Linked DNA regions of Triticum aestivum: region 1 is linked to region 2. A link is a contact called in public Hi-C data. All regions are on one chromosome and are shown on one strand. Each heading gives the region's core, a stretch centred on a gene start, on an enhancer-like site or on the middle of the called end of the contact. The rest is flanking DNA. Distances are from core to core; before and after follow the strand shown.

What was found. Hi-C and Micro-C count contacts between places; a contact is called where the count stands out from the background.
Region 1: a Hi-C map of leaf shows a contact between it and region 2, with 5 times the contacts expected there. The contact joins the promoter of LOC123128423 here to the promoter of LOC543355 in region 2. A contact is called at or near these places in 2 of 5 Hi-C or Micro-C datasets (both in leaf).

Annotation. Positions count from the first base shown.
Region 1 is chr6A:551,455,305-551,462,813 of IWGSC CS RefSeq v2.1, reverse strand. It overlaps LOC123128423 (endoglucanase 7), which reads left to right and starts at 3,772. Exons shown (of 4, transcript XM_044548420.1): 1 at 3,772-4,619; 2 at 5,154-5,354; 3 at 6,075-6,329; 4 at 6,409-7,343. The coding sequence starts at 4,161. The coding sequence ends at 7,113.
Region 2 is chr6A:550,833,467-550,840,581 of IWGSC CS RefSeq v2.1, reverse strand. LOC543355 (glycine cleavage system H protein, mitochondrial) reads left to right here and starts at 4,978. Exons shown (of 4, transcript XM_044548418.1): 1 at 4,978-5,269; 2 at 5,741-5,829; 3 at 5,904-6,074; 4 at 6,181-6,598. The coding sequence starts at 5,161. The coding sequence ends at 6,306.

The DNA.
Region 1 (7,509 bases), core at 2,523-5,022, 620 kb before region 2:
GCTTGCTCATGGTGGGGTTTTGCCTCTCATTACTCCAAGTGAATCGACGGTTTTGAAGGTGAATCTCGCGTAGATCACAGCCATGAAGTGTGGCACGAAAGCGGTTGATACGACTGCGGTTGACGCTCCTCTTGTTCTTGTCCCTTGCACGGTAAATTTGGTTGATCCCCATTTACTAGCCATTTTCTGCCGTGTTCCGGCTTGTGAGCCATGAGCTCCTCGAAAAAAACCTCCTTTTGATTGCTCTGAGTTGGGCCATACACGGAAGTGAGGCGAAAGGAGCTCTCATCTCGGATTGTCGTAACCGTGAGAGAGAGAGGCAGTAGGTGCCCATGATGATGTCCGAGATACGGAACAAATCATCATTCCAGAGAACTGCGATTCCTCCTCTTGTACTCCTCCTGACGCGGTTTCAGCAGGAATCCTTCTCGTTTTCATCGGTATGGAGGAGGGTTCATACGCTTATAGTACTGCTACTAGTGGAAGTTGCCGTCGTCGTGTACACATGCATGGGGCGCATGCATCCAAAAATCTATCCGCGTCACGTCGCGGCCAGCCAGACCATTGGTTGGACAGCACTCGCGACTAGGTAGTACAGTAGAAGTTTATGGAACATATGGGGACGTAGGGACACATGGATACATAAGCCTTGTACAATAGGAGGTGTTTAGAGAGATGCTTAGAAAAATAGATCGGATTTTTCTTAAATATCGATGCCTATTTTTACAGAAGAGACGCTTAACTTGTACAAATAAGCACCGGTGCTTAAGAAAAGCCTGATTTATTTTTATAAACACCTCCCCTTAGCACCTCCCATTGTACCAGGCCTTAGGTGCAAAAATCACGATCCTAAACGGCGACCCGTTCCTGTTCCTTTGTCATCTCCCGTCCTGTCGCCCGATCGATCGCTTGCTGATTGATGCTGCATTGGATTCCAACAAAATGCTCCCAAATCATGGGGGAATACTAGCTTGTGCTGGCGATCGATCAAGCATGGAAACCGCGTTGCCAGCTTCACCAGTGCCAATTTGCCGAACAGGCGTAGTCTTGTTGCAATTGCCTTCCTCGGCATCGAATATGCGTCGTACCATACCGAAAACCCCCCGTATTAATGGCGTTTGGGAGCACCTGCTCCCTTTTCACAATTTTTTTTCCAGAATGTTCAAAAAGAATCTCACATTTAGATGACTCGTCATTGTATCTAGATACATACAATGGTTCATGAAAACCACTACCGAGTTGTGAGCTGTGGAAAAATAAAAATCAAACCCGTCTTTTCACAACCGGAAAAAAGTTACTTTAGCTCTTTTTTTTATGCAGACCACAAATCAACAAAAGAAATGAAAAAACCTGATGGTGCATAACTCACTCTAACATTAACATATCAGATTTTTTGTCGAAATGTATAAATAAATATTTTGGAAAAAATAAATATATAAATAAATAAACATGGTCATGACTAAGATAAGCAAACAATTGTATGGTTGTGAAGCAGTGCGACGAAATTCCTGATCAATGCCATTGTATTTATATGTGTGTTCATGATAAAGAAAACATTAATCATAAACCATGAAAGAAACTATAGTGTCCCTGCATACCTGAGGTGGACCTAACCAATAGCTTTCCAGTATGTAATTATGCAGGTACTTGTCCTACAAATCGTTGAAATATATAAATAAATAAATATTATCACAAGAAGAGATACATAAATAAATAGACATGGTCACGATTAAGATAATCAAACTATGGTTTGGTGAAGCGGTGCGACTAAAATTCCCATCAATGTCATCATACCTTAATATATGTGTGTTCATGATTTCAAAGAAAACATATATAGATCATAAACCATGAAAGAAAGTATACTGCCCTTGCATACGTGAGGTGGACCTAGCGTGTGTAGTTGCGTACACCTGGCTAGTGGCATCGCACTGGAATTTGAAAACGACCAAGGAAAAAAGGTACCCTCAGATAAAGGTTTTTGGAAGCAAGAAAGTCTTTATCACCCCAACAAGAGGTAGGTCATTGGTTCGATCAACCTCCGTCACTCGACCTCTAGTCTAAAAAGAAAAACATATCAGAACTAGCGGCTAGAAAATTCAGGAAAGTTAATCGCGAGGGCACGGAAAATCCGTGGCACAAATGCATATCAACGTCATGCATCATCGGCCACCAGAAGGCAGCCATTAATTAGTGATCTAACCACGTACAAAAGGAGGGCGATGAGGTGGTGTTGGCTTAGTAGCCTCCTTGAATTTTCCCGCCTTTGCTTGACAGAACGGTTTACGGAGGGAGTAGGACTTCCCAACCGCACGGGAAAATTGGACAAACCAGACGTCTGGTTGAGCTACGGGGAGAAGAAGAAGCCCCTAGAAAACGGAACCACTAGCATCTCACGTACACACACATACATTAAGCACATCGTGATCGATACTACGTACGTCTAGATCTTCAATTTTCTTCTTCGACGAGCAATAGAAAACGACGAGGGCTAATAGACGGGTGCGTGCGGTGCCAGAGCACGATCAAAATGTGGTGGTTCAGTCGGCCCTCTCCGAGGAACAATGGTTGACTAGGCCACATGGGAGAGACGGAGAGAGCTATCGGAGAAGTTTCCAAGGGATCGGGTGCTAGTAGCAGTAGTTTATGGTTTAGCAAAGCACATATGTCGCGGTAAAAACCGTGCGTCTATCCATGAACCTGCCTACCAGTACTACCAGATAGATGTACGTACCCATGCATGTATCTAGGGTCTAGCAGGATGGCAATAGGATTGCGCAGCCGGTGGAAGAAAAGGGAGGCATCAAATCGTTGCCGCCGGGGAGTCCCTGTCCGGCCACGGGGAAACGGATCACAAGTTTCACGTACACGCACGAGAATAGGTGGAGGAGAAGACGTATGCTTGTAGCTTAGCTTCAGCAAAAGAAACAGCTAGCTCCTTGTATACTTTTGCATGTACATATATGCTCCCTTCGTTCGAAAATACTTGTCAGACAAGTATTTCAAAACGGAAAAAGTACATTCGTTTAGCAGAATATATGGTGCGGCTTAATCGGCTCGTGCTATGTAGTTTGTTGATCATTGATAGTAGTACCTTGCTAGCTCAACCTAATAATCATCTTGCTAGCATTAGCAGTTGATAATAGTATTATCATCGCGAAACATGCTGCAACCGTCGGCTGACTACACGATTGACCAACCGATCGTGGAGAGACATGCCCGCCCCCGACAAACACATGCCCCGCCCCGGCGCCCGGCCGGAACAATAATCTCACGGCTCACACAAAGCTTATAATTTGCCTATAGTTAAACGTACGTCAGCCAACCACTTATAACTACCGCGTAACGTGTACCATATCACTAACATGTTTTTCCACGGGAGGTAGCAAGAGAGAGAAAAAAACGGGTCTTTTTTATCAGACCGGCCGCCTGACCTAGGATACCTTCCCTGCTAAGATTTGACAGTGAAATGAAAACCTGTTACCGGCCACCAGCCGGCCGGTCGATCGGCCGGCGACCTGTCCCGAAGGAACTACGCCGGTCGCACGCGTCCTTCGGCCATGTGTTGGTGCCTGGCGGTACGTGCCCGGCTGGCCCCAACCGACTCACGCTCTGAAAAAAACACGTAACGCGTCCCGGTCAAAATCTGCTCCGCTGCCGCCTCCCTTGCGTGCGTCGTCGCTAACCCAGAACCCAACCCAACCATCTCAATCTATCTCCCCAGACCAAACAAAGGATACAAAACCCAAACGCAGCTTCGCTCGCTCGCTCGCTCGCTTACATTTGCATCGTTTCTTTCCTGCCTGCTCCTCCTCTTGCCATCTACTACTATCTCTAGAGTTTTATATTCCCCCGTCCCGGCCCGGCCGCCGAACCGGTTCAACGCGGTGCGCGTGCGTGCGCTGGACCCGGACGCCGGCCGCGAATATAAGCGCGCCAGCCCACGGCCTCAGGTCGGAGGACACTGCCCCGCCCCGCCCCGCTCGCCACACAGCACGCAACGCACAACCGCGGGAGAGAGATCACACACACACCCCTACGCTCGCACACAGGCTAAGCTAGCAGAGCCGGCAGAGGGCGGCGCGGCGGTGATCACAGGGCGCGCCCCGGGCACGCACGCACAAGCGAAGGCGCCAACGATCCGAGGAGCATATTCTTGCGCAATGAGATCAGGGAGCACCCCATGGCTGCGGGCGGCGCTGCTGCTAGTGCTGGCGGTGCTGCTGGCCGCGGTGGCGGCGGCGGAGGGGAGCAAGAGCGGGAGCGGCGACGGCAAGGCGCACAACTACGAGGAGGCGCTGCGGAAGAGCCTGCTCTACTTCGAGGCGCAGCGGTCGGGGCGGCTGCCGCACGGGCAGCGCGTGCCGTGGCGCGACCACTCGGGCCTCACCGACGGGCTGGAGCAGGGGGTGGACCTGGTGGGCGGCTACTACGACGCCGGCGACCACGTCAAGTTCGGCCTGCCCATGGCCTTCACCGTCACCATGCTCTCCTGGAGCATGCTCGAGTACGGGGACGACGTCGCGGCCGCCGGCGAGCTCGCGCACGCGCTCGAGGCCATCAAGTGGGGCACCGACTACTTCATCAAGGCGCACACGCAGCCCGACGAGCTGTGGGCCGAGGTACGTACTCCACGAGCCGACGACGGCGATCGTGTGTCACCTCCATCCCCTGGCTATAGCTAGCAGTGTTCAGATACGATCATGACATGCATGAGATGAGACCGACCGGTTCCAAGCTAGCTGTTGCGCACGCAAGCCAGCGATCGTTCCAAGAAAGAAAGACAGAGAGAGACCAATTCAATCATGCACACCTAGCTACCTCGCTGCACTTTGATCAATTAGATTCTTCATTTACATACTACACAAAATCTTTTATGTAGAGAGATCAATTATATAGATATAGGAGTATTTTTCTGGTTAGGAGAGAAAAGAAAAAGGTTCTTTTTCTGGTGAATAACAACAAGCGTGTTAGGTAGGCGGCCAGTTTGATTTGATGAACGTACGTACCAACGAACGGCGGCACTAAACTATTTTTTTTGCGTGGTTGCACTAAACTATTTTCTCCCACATGGCGTGCATATGTTTCACAGCTTCGTCGGTCGTCCACGATGCACCCGAGCCGTCGGATTAATCCCCTAGCTTTTTCTTGAACAGGTGGGGGACGGCGACACGGACCACTACTGCTGGCAGCGGCCGGAGGACATGACGACGTCGCGGCAGGCGTACAAGGTCGACCGCGACCACCCCGGCTCCGACGTCGCCGGCGAGACGGCCGCCGCCATGGCCGCCGCCTCCATGGTCTTCCGCAAGTCCAACCCGCACTACGCCCACCTCCTCCTGCACCACGCCCAGCAGGTACACACTCCAGATACACACATCGTGTACGTTGACGTGGTGCATGCAATTGCAAAGTCTCGTGTGGAAAAATGAGAGAAAAATATCGGCGCAAGCTTGGAGCTTTGTGTAGCACCAGTCTGTCTGCGTACCGGATTTTGGAACATAGCGTACGAATATTGGTAGCTTTGGTCAAGGGGCGCCGGTCTTTTCATGGGCATATGAGGTGTGTGTTCTTTTCTTGTGCCCTGTGCCGCACATGCCAAGTCGCAAACAGCTCGACGCGATGAGACCGGCGTCGATCGATCGGGCGGGAAAACGGAGGTTTTTTCTCTTCTGTCGGCTGGCTGCCGTGTGGGGCCGGGGCGCAACCTCTATCTGGTGGACGGGGAACTTTCCATTTGCCGCCTCCGGGCATGATTAGGTGGCCAGTTCAATCACATGCTGAGCCAGCGGCTTAACTGGGAAATTATTAGGAAGCGGTCGTCGTGCCATCATGTGCTAATTGAACCCGTCCGTATCCACACCCACTGGCCTGGCTTGGCTACCTACCTGCCTGCCGCTTTTCAAGTGTCAACTATAAAACGCATCAATGAATGATAGATACATATGCAGCCTTAGTTATTATTCTTAGGGCTTTTTATTTTTTATTTTTTAAGCTGATGATAGTGTATGCGATCTTACTAGTTGTTGGATGTACGTGCACGTTGGCTGATGTTCGCTTTGTGAACGTGCGTGCAGCTGTTCGAGTTCGCGGACGGGTACAGGGGCCAATACGACAGCAGCATCGCGGAGGTGAAGAGCTACTACGCGTCGGTGAGCGGGTACAAGGACGAGCTGCTGTGGGCCGCCCTGTGGCTCCACCGCGCCACCGGCAAGGCCGCCTACCTCGACTACGTCGTCGACAACGCCCACGACTTCGGCGGCACCGGCTGGGCCATCACCGAGTTCAGCTGGGACGTCAAGTACGCCGGCGTCCAGATCCTCGCCGCCAGAGTAAGCCACTGCGCACTTTGAGCTATCAGGTGAACCATCACTGGCCGGCCGGTCACTGACGAGACGAAATGATTTTCAGCTGCTGCTGAGGGGGGAGCACACGGCGGAGCAGAAGAGCACGCTGGAGCGGTACCAGGCCAAGGCGGAGCACTACGTGTGCGCGTGCCTGGGCCGGAACGCGCAGGCCGGCGGCGAGGACGCCAACGTGGAGCGGAGCCCGGGGGGGATGCTCTACATCCGGCAGTGGAACAACATGCAGTACGTGACCAACGCGGCGTTCCTGCTCTCCACCTACGCCGACTACCTGGCCGAGGCCGGCGTGGGGACGGTGACCTGCGCGGGCGGCGGGACGGCGGGCGCCGGCGAGGTGGCGGCGCTGGCCAGGGCGCAGACGGACTACGTGCTGGGCACCAACCCCAGGGGCGTCAGCTACCTCGTGGGCTACGGCCCCAAGTACCCCGCCAGGGTGCACCACCGCGCGGCATCCATCGTGCCGTACAAGCACAGCAAGCAGTTCATCGGGTGCTCGCAGGGGTTCGACCACTGGTTCGGCCGCCGGAGCTCCAACCCCAACGTGCTCGTCGGCGCCATCGTCGGCGGGCCCGACCGGAGGGATCGGTTCAGGGACAACCGGGACAACTACATGCAGACGGAGGCGTGCACCTACAACACCGCGCCCATGGTGGGGATGTTCGCCAAGCTCAACCGGATGGCGAGGGAGGAGAGGGAGGAGAGGGAGCAGAGAGCTGCCACCGCGAGAAGCGGCACGGCGGCCGAGGTGTAAATGGGTTAGATAGGTTATAGGTCGAGGGGCTGTACAATTTTCCCCATTCTTTTGTTCATTTCTTCTCCTTCTTTGGAGGTTTCTTGATACACAGAAAGGATGGAGATGGGTGTAGTATATGAGGGAAAAAAAAGGGCTGGAGGCATTGACATGCAAATGTAAATTCGCTGCCTGTACATATGAGAAAAGGAAAATGAGAATTTATATATCGGTGATTCTAGTTTGTTTAAGCTTGCAAGAGAGGAGTCTATTGTCCAAGCTTGAAAATGAGAGTTGGCCACGAAAGGAGACGCGACACAACAAACGCATTCAAATAGGAGGACAATATGAGGGCCGTTTTTTGATGAAAATGAAAATGAAACTAGCAACGAAACCTTCACTTCATCAAGTAACCAG
Region 2 (7,115 bases), core at 3,729-6,228:
CTCGACTCGCATGTATCACTTTTTTGTAAGATCTCTCTACTAAAGAAAAAGTTCCGACAAATAATGAAAGAAGGAGCACTATTGCTCCTTGATCAGGCAATACTTGTGGGTGTTGATAAGTTACTCTAGCACCATATTTTCTTTAACATATGCTTCTCGCGTCTGATTATGTTTTCGTTGCAAAAGTGTTACCAGCAGGCAAGTGCTACCTAGACAAAATAAAATAATTACTAAGTAGCTACTTTGTCCAAGTTCATATTTTTTCGTTTTAACCGTCTTGGCCTAACAAGCTTGCATAATAACCTTTATCACCACTACAACTATGCTAAGTCTTCAGATGAAGAAAGTGGCTAGCTATCTAGGCATACACGAGCGTAAGTGAACCAAAACCTTTCTTTATTTAAGCTTAAACATTGATTTCCTTACGGTATCGTTTAAGCTTAGGGAGGTTGATGAGTGTAATTTTGCGCTAATTTCTACGTGTGTTTAAACTAGATAATCTTGGATTTTCTGAGATAATCACTTTGATTTGTCACTAATAATTAATGAATGCAAAATATTGTAAATCTCTTTGTTTATTTTGTTCCTTGCATGAATGAACTATATTTGGTGCAAAATCAAGCCATATATGGAAGATAATAAGCAGAGTAATCAAACCCAATTAATAGAAGGCACATAACTAAGTCCATAGGAGAAGAAGACGCGTAGTACGCCGGTGAGCGCTCGTACCAACGGTCATACTGCCTGCCGCCTCTATGACATCATCCCCGGCATCTTCCATGAAGGCGCCTAGTGTCAATTCGTATCAGAGGCACCCTGAAACCCTATTCCGCCCACTTGCAATATACTTATAAAGGAGAGAAAACCCTTGGTGAAAGGAGTCACTCATCCATCAAGTCATCCCTTTACAACCATTGTCACCATTCCCATCTACAATAGTAGCCGCCATTTCCGTAGTCATCTCCATCTCTGTTATCCCCATCTCCGTTTGCCATAATACTTGTAATAGGGAACACATCACTAATCGACATACATTGTAAGACTTATAACCATTCATCTTCAAGTATCAGTTTCACAATGTATCTTATTGGTCATTCTTGTGCGATGTGCGAGTAGTCCCCTTGGGCCAAGGGTTGAGGCCTAGCCTCGCAACCGCATGTATGCGCGCTAAGTGGTTGTTGGTTTACTTTAAGGATAATGTTATTTGATGTGTTACACGACGGTTTTCGCCTCTTATCTCTACCTCGTTCTAACTTCCAAGGCCTCGCAAGTACACAAGATATTGAAGATCGAGAGATTAAGTGCAGAGAGAAACAGAAGGCTATGCCAAACATCGGTGAAAGTAAGATTAGTAAGGTTGCTAGAACCTATTCTCTAGGGGTACATAAAGTGTTGTCATTAAGTCCAATGCATTGGTCGGGTTAATTCCTTAATAACTAAGATTACCCCACGAGAAGGTAAGGGCCTTGGTTGAACAAAAGAATCTCGACACGGCGGTAGTCGGTCATGGTGTCAGTTGGACACATCTCCCACAAACAACACGTTGAAAACAAATAAGTAACCGTCTTTTATCAAGGGCCGGTTCTTTTGCTTGCTTCTAGAATAAGATGCCCCTTACCCGGGTTATTCTAGAAGCCCAACCAAATTTATTTTTTAAGAAGCCTAGTAGTTAAGACTTGACTATTAGGCTTCCAAAAGGAAAATTTTGGTTGGGCTTATAGAATAAACAGGGTAGAGGGCAACTTATTCTCAAAGCCCCCAAAACAGCAAAACAATTGACCCCAAAGCCATGTTGATTATCTAGATAGAATCTCAAGCATGCGTGTATGATTGCAAGTGAACCTCTAATCCTGACCTATTTATTTATTATTATTCCCACTTCAATATGTGTGATTTGGTCAGAACTGGAATTGTTTTGTAACAAAGTCTTGAGGGAAGAATGAAGGATGAAAAATTTCAGCCAATTATGGACAGATTTGGGAAGAGATGCAACGATTGGTCAGAAAAGTTTATGTCCTACGCGGTTAAGGAGGTCCATGTCAAATCCGTGATACAAGCCCTTCCTGTATTTACCATGAGTGTTTTCATGCTGTCCAAAGGCTTCTGCGAGAAGTACGAACGTATGATTAGAGAGTTCTGGCAGGGAGAGGAGGACGACCATAGGAAGATGCATTGGATGTCCTGGGAGAAAATGACTAAACCCAAAAGAGGTGGTGGTATTGGGTTCAGAGACATGCATCTCTTTAACCAAGCTTTGCTTGCAAAACAGGGATGGAGACTCATCCAAAACCCGGACAACTTATGTGCGAGAGTCCTAAAAGCAAAGTACTACCCGAACGGGAGCATCCTGGATACAATTTTTGCATCGGACGCATCCCCTGTCTGGAAAGCTATTGAGTTCGGGCTACAACTTCTCAAGAAGGGACTGATTTGGAGAGTGGGAGATGGCAAAAGCATTCAAATCCAACATGACCAGTGGATACCCAGGAAGGAAGGGCTCATGACGGCAGCTTTTATTAGGAGATCAAGAATTCAGTGGGTCAACCAGCTCATTCTCCCCGACAGAAAAGAATGGAACGAGGGGCTTATTAGGCAGATCTTTTTCCCTTTTGATGCTGATGAAATATGTAAGTTGCCCATCCCAGAGGCAAACATGACAGACCGGATTGCATGGCATTACGAGAAGAATGGAGTTTTCTCTGTCAGAAGCGCATACAGATTAGCTATGGGAGCAAAGGCGAGCCACACACCTTGTCCCTCCAGTTCCTCCAATGATGCGAATGATCGTAGCATCTGGGATTTCATTTGGAAGGAGAAAGTCCCCGGCAAGGTGCGTATCTTTAGTTGGAGGGCAGCGACAAGTACTCTGGCTACAAAGAAGAACAAGTGGAAAAGAACTCTAGAGGTAGATGTTGCCTGTAGCATATGTGGTCAGGGAGAGGAGGATGAATTCCATGAGGTGGTGGCATGTACTAAAAGCAGGGCGTTGAGGTTTGCCCTTAGAGAAAAATGGACACTGCTGGTGGAGATCAAGTTCAGATGTACAGGTGAGGACTGGCTCTAGGTCCTGCTTGATTTAGAGTCGGAAGAATGCCGGGCAAAAATCCTATTACTGCTGTGGAGATCTTGGCACCTACAGGAAGACTATGTCTGCCACAATGGACAAGAATCCATCTCGGGTTCTGTTTAATTCCTAACAAAATGTGCAGATGAACTGAAACACAATAGTATGGCAAGAGATTCAGTATTTGGGAAGTACGCAGAGGACATGGTAGAAATCCAACCAACACCGCTAGTTAAACTGAACTTGCAGTGGACGCCACCAGTACGAGGTACTGTCAAGATAAATCGTGATGCGTCATTCTTGGCCAAGAATGGTTGGAGTGTGGCTGGTGTTGTAGCCCGTGATTATCAAGGCCATATCCTTGTCTCCATCTACCAAAGGTTGCCGGCATGCGGGAGTGCAGAAGAGGCAGAAGCAAGGGCAGCTTTGGCAGGCGTGCAGGCTCTGGCAAATGTGTACAATGGACCAACCGTGCTGGAACTGGACTGCCAAGCAATTACTAAGGAACTTACAGAGCAGGCCCGCACTCGGTCCCCTAATTATGGGTCGATCATGGACATCAAGCATGCCATATCTGCGTTTGAAGCATGCAACATCTCGTGTACCAGACGCAGTGGGAATGTTCTCGCCCATGAACTGGCAGCCGAAACTAGGAGAAGTGAAGATCAGAAGTGGATCGAAGGGGTGCCGGAGAGACTGCGACCACTGATGCTAGGCGAATATCCTTCTCCTGCTTGAGTAGTGTTCTACTCTTGTTCTAAAAAAAGTCTTGCGGAAATCATCTTACTGAGGCATGACTTCCCGTGAGTTTGATAACTTAGGGTCACTCCAGGGAGAAAGGGAACTATCTACATCTGAAACCAGATCGAAGGTAATTAGTTGCCCCCGCAAAAAAAGAAGAAGAAGGTAATTAGTTGCCTACTTTACATTTCTTTTCTTGCTCATTTATGTTTGATTTACTTTTTTGGTGTTTTACCTTTTTTTGGAAAATATGCTAACAATTTTGTAAGTGCTTGGACATATATCTAGACATGCCCAAACAACTTTTTCAAATCCATGAACTTTTTGTAAAAAAAATACACAAACTTCTTGATGCATGAAACATTTTATGGGTATATAGGAAATGGATATTGTTCAACTAAGAGACGCTTTATGTTGCACGATAAATATTTCTATTGACAGGTTTGTGAACATTCTTTTTCGCACTATGTAAAATGCGCATACTTTAGGTTTTCTGTAATATTTTAAAACTCTTTTAACCAGTGCGACCCACTAACAAGCATTGTTTTTTTATTTGTTATAAATTTTTAAAATATATTTATTTTACCTTTTATATAAACCCATTTAAGGGTCAGAAAAAAATGACCATGTGTTGCAAAAAAAAAGAACCCACATATATAAGTATATCAGTGTCTTTTTAAAAACTGTTCATCTATTTTTTTTAAACGTTTTCTGTATGAGACAAATGGTTGCATGTTGCAAGAAAAAATGTTCATACATATGGAAAAAAATGTTCGTGTATTTTTTAGAACTCATTTATATATTTTAAAATTTTTTGTATATAAAGATAAATGTTCATGTATGTCGAATAGATGTTCATGTTTTGAAGAAGAATGTTCGCACATTAAAAATATATTTACGTGCACTCCTCGAATGCAGATACAAATTCTCTCTACTAGAGGGCTGTACACTGAGGACACGGCTGACTAATGAGAATTTGCCCACGCGGAGGACACGGTAGATTGAAATAGACCGATCTATAGTCCAATCACTCCTAGTACATACGAATAGGACAATTTTCAGGTCTCAAATTTGTTTAACATTAATCCATCGAATTTGGACCAAGCTGAGGGGGGCCCTTAATGGCTCTGCTCTAAAGCAAGGATGAGGCTATGAGCATCCATCAGCCATAGAAATCCTATCCTGCCTACCCCTCTTATTTCCTCCCCCTCTTCCTGAGCCAAACAATTTCCTTTTCCCTATCCTCCCACGGCCTCTTTCCACTACTACCACCGAGCCACCATCCCCTACAAGGGAGAGCAGAGAACACACATTCACTTTGTTGCTTCAGGTTGCAACACCTAAATTAGGCTACAATGGCTCTGAGGCTGTGGGCGAGCTCAGCTGCCAATGCCCTCAAGATTTCAAGCAGCGGCGCCAGGGCTGCTGCCCCGGCCTATTCGATCTCCAGATACTTCTCCACTGGTACAGTTTTGCTATTCATGCTAACTGAAGTTGTCTCAAGTAGGATTCGGCAAGATGTTTCTCCTTTTTTGGTAGAGAGTGCATGTAGTGTGCAATGTTCTTGTGCATTCTTTGCAGGCCAACTCTTTGCACTCAACACATTGTGGTTTTTTTACCTGTATCTTATGTGGGCTGGTCCTTTGTTGTTATCCGAAAAAGGAAAGGTGGAAAAAAATCTTCAATTAGAATAGAAGGAGGGGTACTTCTTCTAGAGATGGGAATAGTTGTTCTGCAAGCAAAATAGTTTCAGCTTCAGCAGCACACGATGTGCAGAGCCGGTAAAGCTATGGTCGTGTTTGAATGGATGGCTTTTCTCCGTTGATGTCTGAGCATTTTAAGTTTGTAAAAACTGGCAGTTTCTTCAATGAAAATCGACGAGGGAGCTCGTTGTTTAGAGAAAGTTTTTTGAATGGTTTTGATGTGAGTTTGCAGTTATTGATGGCTTGAAGTACACTTCCTCCCACGAGTGGGTCAAGAACGACGGCTCCGTGGCCACGATTGGCATCAGTGACCACGCCCAGGTGAACCAACGGCACTCCCTACATGTATGCTTTCCATATGTCAATCCTGCGTCAATAATAATCGCTGGGTGCAGGGCCATCTCGGGGAGGTGGTGTTCGTGGAGCTGCCGGAGGCCGGCACGAAGGTGAGCCAGGGCGGAGCCTTCGGCAACGTGGAGAGTGTGAAGGCCACCAGCGACGTCAACTCGCCCATCTCCGGCGAGGTCGTCGAGGTCAACTCAAAGCTGTCCGAGACCCCCGGCCTTGTACGCACAGCAAACACCTCGCCTCCGTCGATTAGCAATCAATCTTTCACGTCCGTGTAGCGATCCTAATGAACTGTGTTGTTGCGATTGCGCCGTGGCCTGGCAGATCAACTCGAGCCCGTACGAGGAGGGGTGGATGATCAAGGTGAAGCCGAGCAGCCCGGCGGAGCTGGAGGGCCTGCTGGACTCGGCCAAGTACACCAAGCACTGCGAGGAGGAGGACGCCCACTAGTGCTCCTTGCTCGATTATCGTTCCTTTTTTGTTGCAACCATGTCGACTACTCTTGTCTACAATAATTAAACCAGCTTCACCATGCGTTCAGTTCATCGGTTCCAGTTTTCTTTTGTCGTTGTACATGGCGTCCAGCAGTTTGTTATACCATTTCAGTGACCGTGACATCAGATATATGGGAAAGAGTTTGTATGTTAGTTTGTTGGTAAAAACAGACATTATCATCCACCAACAGATCATCATGTAACTACTCTAATATGGTTTATCTAAGTTTGCCCTTTTTTTACCCTTAGAGCTTGTGCCAAGATTGCTGTTTTACGTACATATTACCTCCTCTTCCCGTATATCATCTGTCACATCATAAAAAAAATCCTAGGTGAAAAAATTTGACAATCATTGGAGATGTCCTAGATGATGAAACACAAATTATTTTAGCCATGGAAAAGAATGCCTAGTTTTTTTTGTTGGATGTGTAGATTAATTTGAGCCATTTAATAACAAAGGTCTCATCGGGCAGATGCGTGTGGCAGAGACGGATAAGCTGATTTTCTCTTTTCTGGAAGGGTTGCGGTTGCAATCACCCCCCCCCCCCCCCCCCCCCCCCGCGCGCGGCACGCGTATGTGACTGGTTCGAACAAGATGTCATATGCCTCCCCCGTTTTTCGTATGGCCCTTCCCCCGCCTTTTCTACCCAAGTTGGCGTCGGTAGATTTAAATACATCGTGGTGGTTAGTTTGGGTGCAAGAGACATATGTCCCTATACTCGATTACTCGATCCTACAAATATCAGAGACCAAAGGTTAGGGAGT